Regions from separate parts of the Zea mays genome. Here regions 1 and 3 are each linked to region 2. The links are chromatin contacts, called in public Hi-C maps. All regions are on one chromosome and are shown on one strand. Each heading gives the region's core, a stretch centred on a gene start, on an enhancer-like site or on the middle of the called end of the contact. The rest is flanking DNA. Distances are from core to core; before and after follow the strand shown. Region 1 holds the start of LOC100304237 (Ubiquitin-like superfamily protein). Region 2 holds the start of LOC542663 (cinnamyl alcohol dehydrogenase). Region 3 holds the start of LOC100276397.

Region 1 (2,700 bases), core at 180-2,679, 500 kb after region 2:
TAAATTTCCTTCCGATTCAAGAAACGTAATACATGATAGAAGCAGTCCAGACTGCATCACTGTTACTGAACATCTAATACAATAGGATATAGCACTCAACTGGGGTTAATAGAGTCAGCCTGAATCGAGCGAGCTGAGCATGTATCTGTTGTGCTTGTGCAGATGCAGGGGGGAGAAGGGGATTGTGTTTTACAAAAATACTTGGCATGTAGTATTTGTTCTGTTTGGTAAATGAAGCAGGAAAAGTAATATTCTGTCTTATCTCACAAGACAGAGCAGAATTAGTCGGCACTAAAAGGCAAAATGCATCCAGGAACTTCTATTTGGTAAATGAAGCAGGGTAAGTAATATTCTGGCTTATCTCACAAGACAGAGCAGAATTAGTCGGCACTAAAAGGAAAAATGCATCCAAGAACCTATGGCTGTTTAAGGAAGTGCATGTACCACATCACCATCTCTTATACCAAACCCACGCAATGTTGCCTTGTCATCCGTCAGTCTCTCGTCCTTGAAGCATAAGCAGAAGTGACTCCACACGTGATTCCTACAACAAGCAAGCAACAGCCTTGAAGTTTAAGTTGCCAACATCATTCAGATTTCAGAGTCGCATTTAAGCAGACAACAGCAAATTTGAAATCGACAACCACATAACACGATTTCGTGGTAACGAAATGCAAACCCAATAGTTCATGGTTTTCATACTGACCATCAATAGGAGATAAACAAAATCAGAAAAAAAATAATCCATGGGCGCGTACCAAGAGATGGTCTTCTGGGTGTCGTCATAGAGGGCGGAGAACAAGTTCTCTATGGTCACCTTGAGCTCCCACACCGTGGCCGACCGCGCGATTTCAATGTCTGTTTGTGCGCGGGCAAAACGTGGAGAAATCCACAATTACCCTATAAAAAATCCACGATCCCTTTCGGGGAAAAGTAAATGGCGCAAGGATCAATCCGGAGGGTACCGAAGAAGGAGTCGTCAAGCTTCTGAACGGTGAGGCGGAGGCGGGGCTCCGGGAGGCGGCGGTAGGAGAAGCTGCTCCTGCCGCAGGCGAGCGCGCCGATGCAGTCCGTGCCGCCGCCGGCGGCGAGATCCTCGAGATCGAGCTCGAGCGCGGCGCCAATGTCGCCGGTGGCGTCGGGGGACGCCGGGAGGGAGCTGGCCGGCATCGCACACGCATGTAGCGAACCCGAAAAACTGAATAAATCCGAGTTATCCGGCCGCACGGAATCGGCAACCGACCAATCCCTTGACAGAATGAGCGGGGAGAGATCGACCAGCCCCGCGAAATGCCCCGTGAGACCGGCCGATCGGTCGAGGGAGAGGGAACGGAGGAGGCTCTTCGAGGCGACAGCAAACGAGGAACAGCACGGTGATGGCTCGCCCTCGCTTGGATTACCCTCCCCGGCGGGGTGGTTGTCGTTTCGCCGAGGAGGGAGGAGGGGGTGCCTCGGGGAGTCGGGGGGCAGGGAACGGTAGCCGTTGCACGTTGGAGGCGACAGGCGAGGCGACAGAGCCCCTGCGTGCCGTTTCGCTTGGCGGCGGCGGCCCGCGGCCGTGAGCTGGTGGCCCGACAACGCGATGGCGCGAATCGAGTGCGTTTTGGGCTTGAGCCACGCTCGACGGTAGCACGGCCCACTTGGGAGAGGCTGAAAAGTGAAAAGAAAAAATGAGTATTTTGTTCCTCGACTATTTGTTATAAAGAAAAGGTCAACTTTTCGTCTATCAGAACAGGACGTCTAGTCTCTTGATTCTCTTGATGGTTATTGTTATTTATCTTTTATATTTATTTCGGTTATACGTCAAGTTTACAAGAACGGTACGGCGCTAGCAAAGGATTTACATCTCTAGGTTGTAACTAATGACATGTTGGCGGATGATACAATCTGCTCTCTCCGCCCTAATTTATAATTTATTTATTTTTTTATCAAATTTAGCTGGTTTTATTTAAAAAAATTTCAAAAAAATAAAAAAATTAAAGTCACCATCGATATACGTGTTGGTCACTTATTTTTTATTACTGGGAACCATAAAATAAGACAACACAATTGTTAAACGTTAAGGATCTTCATCCTTCGGCGCATTATCTTCCTTCGAGTATAATGAGTCTTAGACGAATGTCATAAAAAATAAGTTTTCATCATTCATAAATATAAAAAGCATAGTTACAGATGTAACATTATGTCATTTATTCATTTCATATCAAATGTTAAACAATATTATAATACATCTCATATATTAATAAAGTAATACATAATGTACATTACATCTGTACCTTCGGCTTGTTCGAAGGAAAAAACGTGAATGCGATTCCAATCCAGCGTGAACAATACAAAGTACTATTCATCTATTTATAGGCAGTCGTACAACTTCGTACGATATTACATTCATGCCCTCAAAAATTACACACAAAGTTTACAAATATCACAGGGATAATATTGTCATTTGCACTTAGCAGCTTGGACAATACCTTCTCCTTACGTCGCCTTCATGCGTCAACATAACGAAGCTTACTTCGTTGCACTTCCATTATTATCCGCGGAGCTTTTCTGATGACGAAGCTCCTGTAACACTTAGTAACATGCTGATAACAAATGGTCGTTAGCCGTGTTTTTTAGGACCTTCGGAAGACGAAGGCCCCCAACAGTAGCCCCTCGCAGTATTAGTTTGTTTCTTTGTAACAAATTCAGACTGTAAAA
Region 2 (2,700 bases), core at 41-2,540:
GCGCCACAGTTGTACGTTGGATAGTGCTAGTAGTCGTCGATGGCATGAGAAATAATAATAAAAGGGTAATCGGTATTATTACTGCGAGTACAAATGGATGGTGATCGCGACAGGCGGTAGGTAGCTGCAGATATCAGTAGTTACGTATCTTACCTACAAGTTCACACGCTGCTGGGTCTGTACGAGACGTCAAGCACGTGCAGTGCTGTGCAGGAGCAGTACCCATATATTAATGTTCGAAACAAAATGCCATGTAGAAGAGAAGCATACGTGCAGTGTACGCTCGCCCAACCTGCTCTGCTTGTGTGCTATCTTGTCCAGTATCCGTATTTGGCATATGCATGTGCACTATCTAGAGTTGGACCGCAAGAAGTTGAAGACGTATCATATATGCATGATGCAACACAGCGCATAATGCTCTTGTTGTGGACTAAGGGGGTGTTTGGTTACACCCTGCTAAAATTTAGTCTCTGTCCCATCGAATGTTTGAACCTCTGTTCCGGGTATTAAATGTAGTCGGATTATAAAACTAATTTGTCAGCCGAAGATTAAAAGACGAGACGAATCTAGTCTAGTTGGTTGGGTCTATATTTCATACTCCTATTTAAAAGTAAAACGCTTGATGTGACCCGGACTAAACTTTAGCAGGAGCAACCAAACACCCCCTAAAACATATCGTACGCGTATAGATAATAATAACTGCAACGAATCAGGTACTCCCATATATGCAACAGACTAACAGAGTGCTCCCCCAAATTAAAACCCGCCGCCGCTACGCTACGTACGTACTCCTAGTCATCTTCCGTTGCAAGTTGATCGAAAATATGCCCCAAGTCCCTTTTTATTTTTCATCAAAAAAAACATCAATCAAATTTTCTGTTCTTCCCGAGAACTCGGAGAACTACTGGAGGAGGCGCGTGCAGAAACTAACCGTCTCTCGTCCTCCTGGATCCATCCATTTGCGTGTTTGCAAAAGGGCGGAGACAGTCGGACATATACAGACGGGAGGGACTGGAGGAGAGGACAAACACGAGGGCGCCGGCGCGGCGTAGTACCTGAGGGTGTAGGAGTAGGGGGAGAGGTGTCCGGTGGCGTCCCTGGCGGCCCACCCGACCACCTTCCTCTCGGACGCCAGGCTCCCCATTCGATTCGGGATCGGCGCGGCGGGGACGACGACGACGGAGCGGGTGGCGGGCGATGGAGACGAGCCCGCACCAGGTGGTGTAGCTAGCCTTCGTCGGAGTTGGGAAAGAAAGCCGCGCGAGCGCCGGGTAGTGCGATCTTTCTGGGTAAGGAAAAGATGCTTGAGCAGGGTGCGTGCTATATAGTGGCTGCGAGCTCGATCGGCACTGTGCAAAGTGGCAACTCCTCCGCTCCAGGCTACCTGTACCTACTACCTTTCCAGCATGATCTTCTGTGCCCGCTGCAGGAGAAAATCAGTACTCCCTCCGGTTTCCTATTAGTTGTCGTTTAGGACAACGACACGGTCTCCAAAATATAACTTTGACCAATATTTTTTGTTAAAATACAAATGAACTCTTAATACATTTATACTTTTATAAAAGTACGTTTTATAACAAATTGGTGCATATAAATATTAGGTTCCAAAACTAAATAACAAAATAGTTATTTGTAGTCAAAATTTTATAAGTTTGACTCGAACTTTATTCAAAACGATAACTAATAGGAAACCAGAGGAAGTAAGACTTTCGTCTTTCGAGGAGGTCTACCAAACGGGAAGAAGCCAAGCCCTTCTAAAATAGACCCGGCTTCTCTGAAATTAATGTCTTTAGACAGGAAATACAAAAAGAATACGTTATACGTACCAAAATGATCCAATAACTGTGATTCCACTGGCTGGAAATTGTACACAACTCGGACGATACCAAACGCATGGGCGTGGCTTCACGATGCTAGCTAGCTAGCTAGCTAGGTCAATGAAGAAAAATACAAGTCACGGGTCCTTAGACCGTGTCCATAAATCCACTAATGTCGTCACATAAAACACTTCACAATATAAACTATGAAAGTTGATTTTAAATATGGGGATTAATCGAGATGCTGGAAATAGTCTTATGGGTTGAGAAATTGGGTAAGTGCATTTCCACTCGACTACGAGGTGTGTGACAAATTGTCACCCAAGTGCCGAGTGGTCGCTGATGTTTCAATCCAACTGTTAAAAGGTTAAACCATGACGCGTGCGGTAGTAGTAGTATCGGTATTCAACTATTCACGTAAGCGGCATCATTGGTATGGTAAATTGAGGCACATATGTCGTTTAGGCCCCGATTAAATTGGCCATTTAAACAATAAGAAGTGGTGTACACGATCTAAACGAAACAGACATAAGAAAGATTGGACCGGGCAACCAAACAATTCATTCATAATTTAACCAATAGGAGGATCCCATCCACCATACTCCGGCTGGCAACCAACTAATTGGCATCTCAGTATATTAAAGGGGATAGGATGATTTAGTTTCATTTGCCCGCTTTTTTTAAAAAAAATACACTTACATACATATCATTGGGCTATCTGAGGAGCTTCAGCTTCTCGGAAGAAAATCTCATCAAAGGCTTTTATAATGTCATCTCATTCATGCTACAATTAGGAGAGTTTCTCTATTTGCGCTAAGAGCTGGAGCTAAAAATGTGCTTCATTTATATTCTAGTGAAGATAATAGAGAATCGATTTTCACCA
Region 3 (2,700 bases), core at 175-2,674, 360 kb before region 2:
CGAAGACGAAGCGTCGGTTCGGCCTGGGTGGGGCGGTTGGCTCGGACCAGGTGCTCCTGGCGCGTAGGTTCGGCCTGGGTGCATTCTCTATATTGAATGCACCCAGATGTAATATATAAATACAGTATATATATATATATATATATATATATATATATATATATATATATATATATATATATATATATATATATATATATATAGATATAGATCTGGATCCATTTCTAAGCATCCCTCAACAAAATCCACAGATTTAATCGTAGAAAGAGGGATTAAACCATCTGCTCTGATCTAATCGTAGACTGTCCGTGTCTACGACACGGACAGTCCAGCCATGGAGCCGGACTGTCCGACCTTGCCAGGTAACATATATATAGTGCTCAACACATAATTATGCTGATATAAGTACAATGCCTCTAGAAATATATTTAATTAATATCTTGTTAACATGTTTTTCTATGATCCTATTTGTGCCTACTTCTACAATCGTACATACGTTGCATTACCTCTGTACATGCAAATTTTCATATATATACTTTTGCTTATCATCTATTTTCTATTACATACATATATATACTATACGTTTCGTATTAACTCATATACAATGTTTATATAGAATTTAAGAACTCACAGTCAAATTTGACATCAAGCACAAGACGTGCGACGTACACTAGAAGAGCTCTGTATAAAACTGTTTTGCTAAACTGTTTAATACAATAACTTCAGCTCCGCCGATAAAATTTACAAAGCTAAAACAACAACATCAACAAAACAGAAAACATGTTCAGTATTAAAGTGGAATTGTGCCGAATAAGTCCAAATTAAGTAAAGTTAAGTGGGTGTTTGGCGCTACTCTGAGTTCCAAATTCAGCGCGAAATTGTGGTATATAATATAAATTTAAATGGTTTAAAAATATTTTTAATCTAAATAAAAAACAAAATGTTATCTAAATGTATTCTAAAAGTTTTTAACTTCAGCTTCATGATTTTGTAAAGCTTTTAATTACTGTTTCATCAAATTTTTTTAAAATTGAAGTAGTCCCAAACACTAATAGGGCCTAAATGTCCCAATCCTAAAAAGAAAAAGCAATGATACTGGGATAATTATTTGCCCCGAAAAGCACAAATTTAAGGCCACAATTTTAAAGGCAGTGTTTGGGAAGAGGCAGATTTTGAGAATATGTGTAGGGCACGCTATCCAAGAAAATGTAACAAATAAAACAAAACATTTGGATGTGTATCACATAAAATTTATTTGACAACCAGAATGAACCAAATACGGCCTAAGTTCTGCATAGGTCGACCTGAAAGCCTTGTAATTTGTAAACATAACATCACAGTAACTGGGCTTTATTTAGCAAGGCCTTGATACGGCCTTATTTTGTGGCAGACTGGATTAGCCCATGGACGTCGATGGCCCTCATGAAAATCACAAATTGAGAGAGGGAGAAGGGGGTGGGGGTTACGTAACACGGCGATTCAGGAGGGGATAGCATCGTCATCGCAAAATGCAGGCTCTCCTGCTCCCCGCGCGGGCCGCGCCGCCGACGCCGGCGATGCTTCGGCAGCGTGCGGTTTCTGCCTCCGCGTGTGCGTCGCAGGTCTGCCGCCCCCTATTCGGTGCCGCCAGTTGCATCTCCTGTGGGGTCCACGGAAGCGTTCGGCGGCACCTCACAGTGGCGGTGGCGGCGGCCCCGCCCTCGCCTTCGTCCTCACCTTCGTCGGGACCGCTCTACCCGACGCCTCCACCCACCGAGCAGGAGGTGGAGAGGGTCAAGCTCGAGCAGGTGCTTTGCTAGTTCCTTTTCTTCCTTTGATCTACTGGTTCGAAGCCCCTGGCTCTGTTCCGTTGGTGGAATAGGGTTTTTGCTCCGGTGCTCCCTGGCAACCTTGGTGAGATTCTGAGGCTCCTTTCATCAAGAAATCTAGTTAGCTGCGGACTATGAAGATGATTTCTTGTTTGAGGAAATGCATTTGGGCAGGATTGGTTTTAGGGAACTGGTGCTGTGTCGCTTAGGAATTGTTACAACCTAGGGAAAAGGAACACAAACAAATTTGTGGGGAGCTAGTTGACGGTAGATCTTGTTGGTAGTTGATCATTCTTCATTCTCCACTGTAGCATCAGCTTGTTGTCAGATAGTTGATATGGTTACTCTTGTTCATCAGTGATTTTGAAAGTGTGCCAAATTTCTGACTGTCATTTTTTCCTTAGCTTTTATTGCTTTCCAAGTTTAAATGATTTTGAAAGTGTGTCAAATTTCTGACTGTCATTTTTTCTTAAGCTTTTATTGCTTTCCAATTTTAAAAGTATCAATGAAGGCATGCTTGCAGTTTGGTTCCATGTGCTTATTAGGATTTCTTAGTTCATGCCTATGGCACTTACCACTTAGGTTCCTTATTTAATACAAGAGGCATGAAAAAAATGAAGGGCGGGCCTGGTGCATTGGTAGACCCTATCGTCTGTAACCGGAAGGTCCCGGGTTTGAGCCCCAGCCTCTCCATATTATGCTGGTAAGGCTTGGCGTTTAAAGATAACCTTCCCTAGACCCCGCACAGTATGGGAAGCCTGTGGCACTGGGTATGCCCTTTAGGCATGAAAAAATAGTTTTAACTCATATGCCATTTAATTTAGGTATAAAAATTATTTGGATGTAGACTTTGGAGCACAGAATTGGGAATTAACTTTCTTAAATTTTGTTG

What was found. A called contact is a pair of places that touch in the nucleus more often than the background predicts.
Region 1: a contact with region 2 is called in a Hi-C map of ear, with 3 times the contacts expected there. The contact joins the promoter of LOC100304237 here to the promoter of LOC542663 in region 2. A contact is called at or near these places in 5 of 25 Hi-C or Micro-C datasets (bundle sheath, ear, leaf and 1 more).
Region 3: a contact with region 2 is called in a Hi-C map of leaf, with 2.4 times the contacts expected there. The contact joins the promoter of LOC100276397 here to the promoter of LOC542663 in region 2. A contact is called at or near these places in 4 of 25 Hi-C or Micro-C datasets (bundle sheath, ear, leaf and 1 more).

The regions. Positions count from the first base shown.
Region 1 is chr5:101,709,108-101,711,807 of Zm-B73-REFERENCE-NAM-5.0, forward strand. LOC100304237 (Ubiquitin-like superfamily protein) reads right to left here and starts at 1,430. Exons shown (of 5, transcript NM_001165682.1): 1 at 966-1,430; 2 at 759-858; 3 at 445-544. The coding sequence starts at 1,170.
Region 2 is chr5:101,210,398-101,213,097 of Zm-B73-REFERENCE-NAM-5.0, forward strand. It overlaps LOC542663 (cinnamyl alcohol dehydrogenase), which reads right to left and starts at 1,291. Exons shown (of 4, transcript NM_001112184.2): 1 at 1,056-1,291. The coding sequence starts at 1,144.
Region 3 is chr5:100,851,283-100,853,982 of Zm-B73-REFERENCE-NAM-5.0, forward strand. It overlaps LOC100276397, which reads left to right and starts at 1,425. Exons shown (of 4, transcript NM_001150202.3): 1 at 1,425-1,787. The coding sequence starts at 1,509.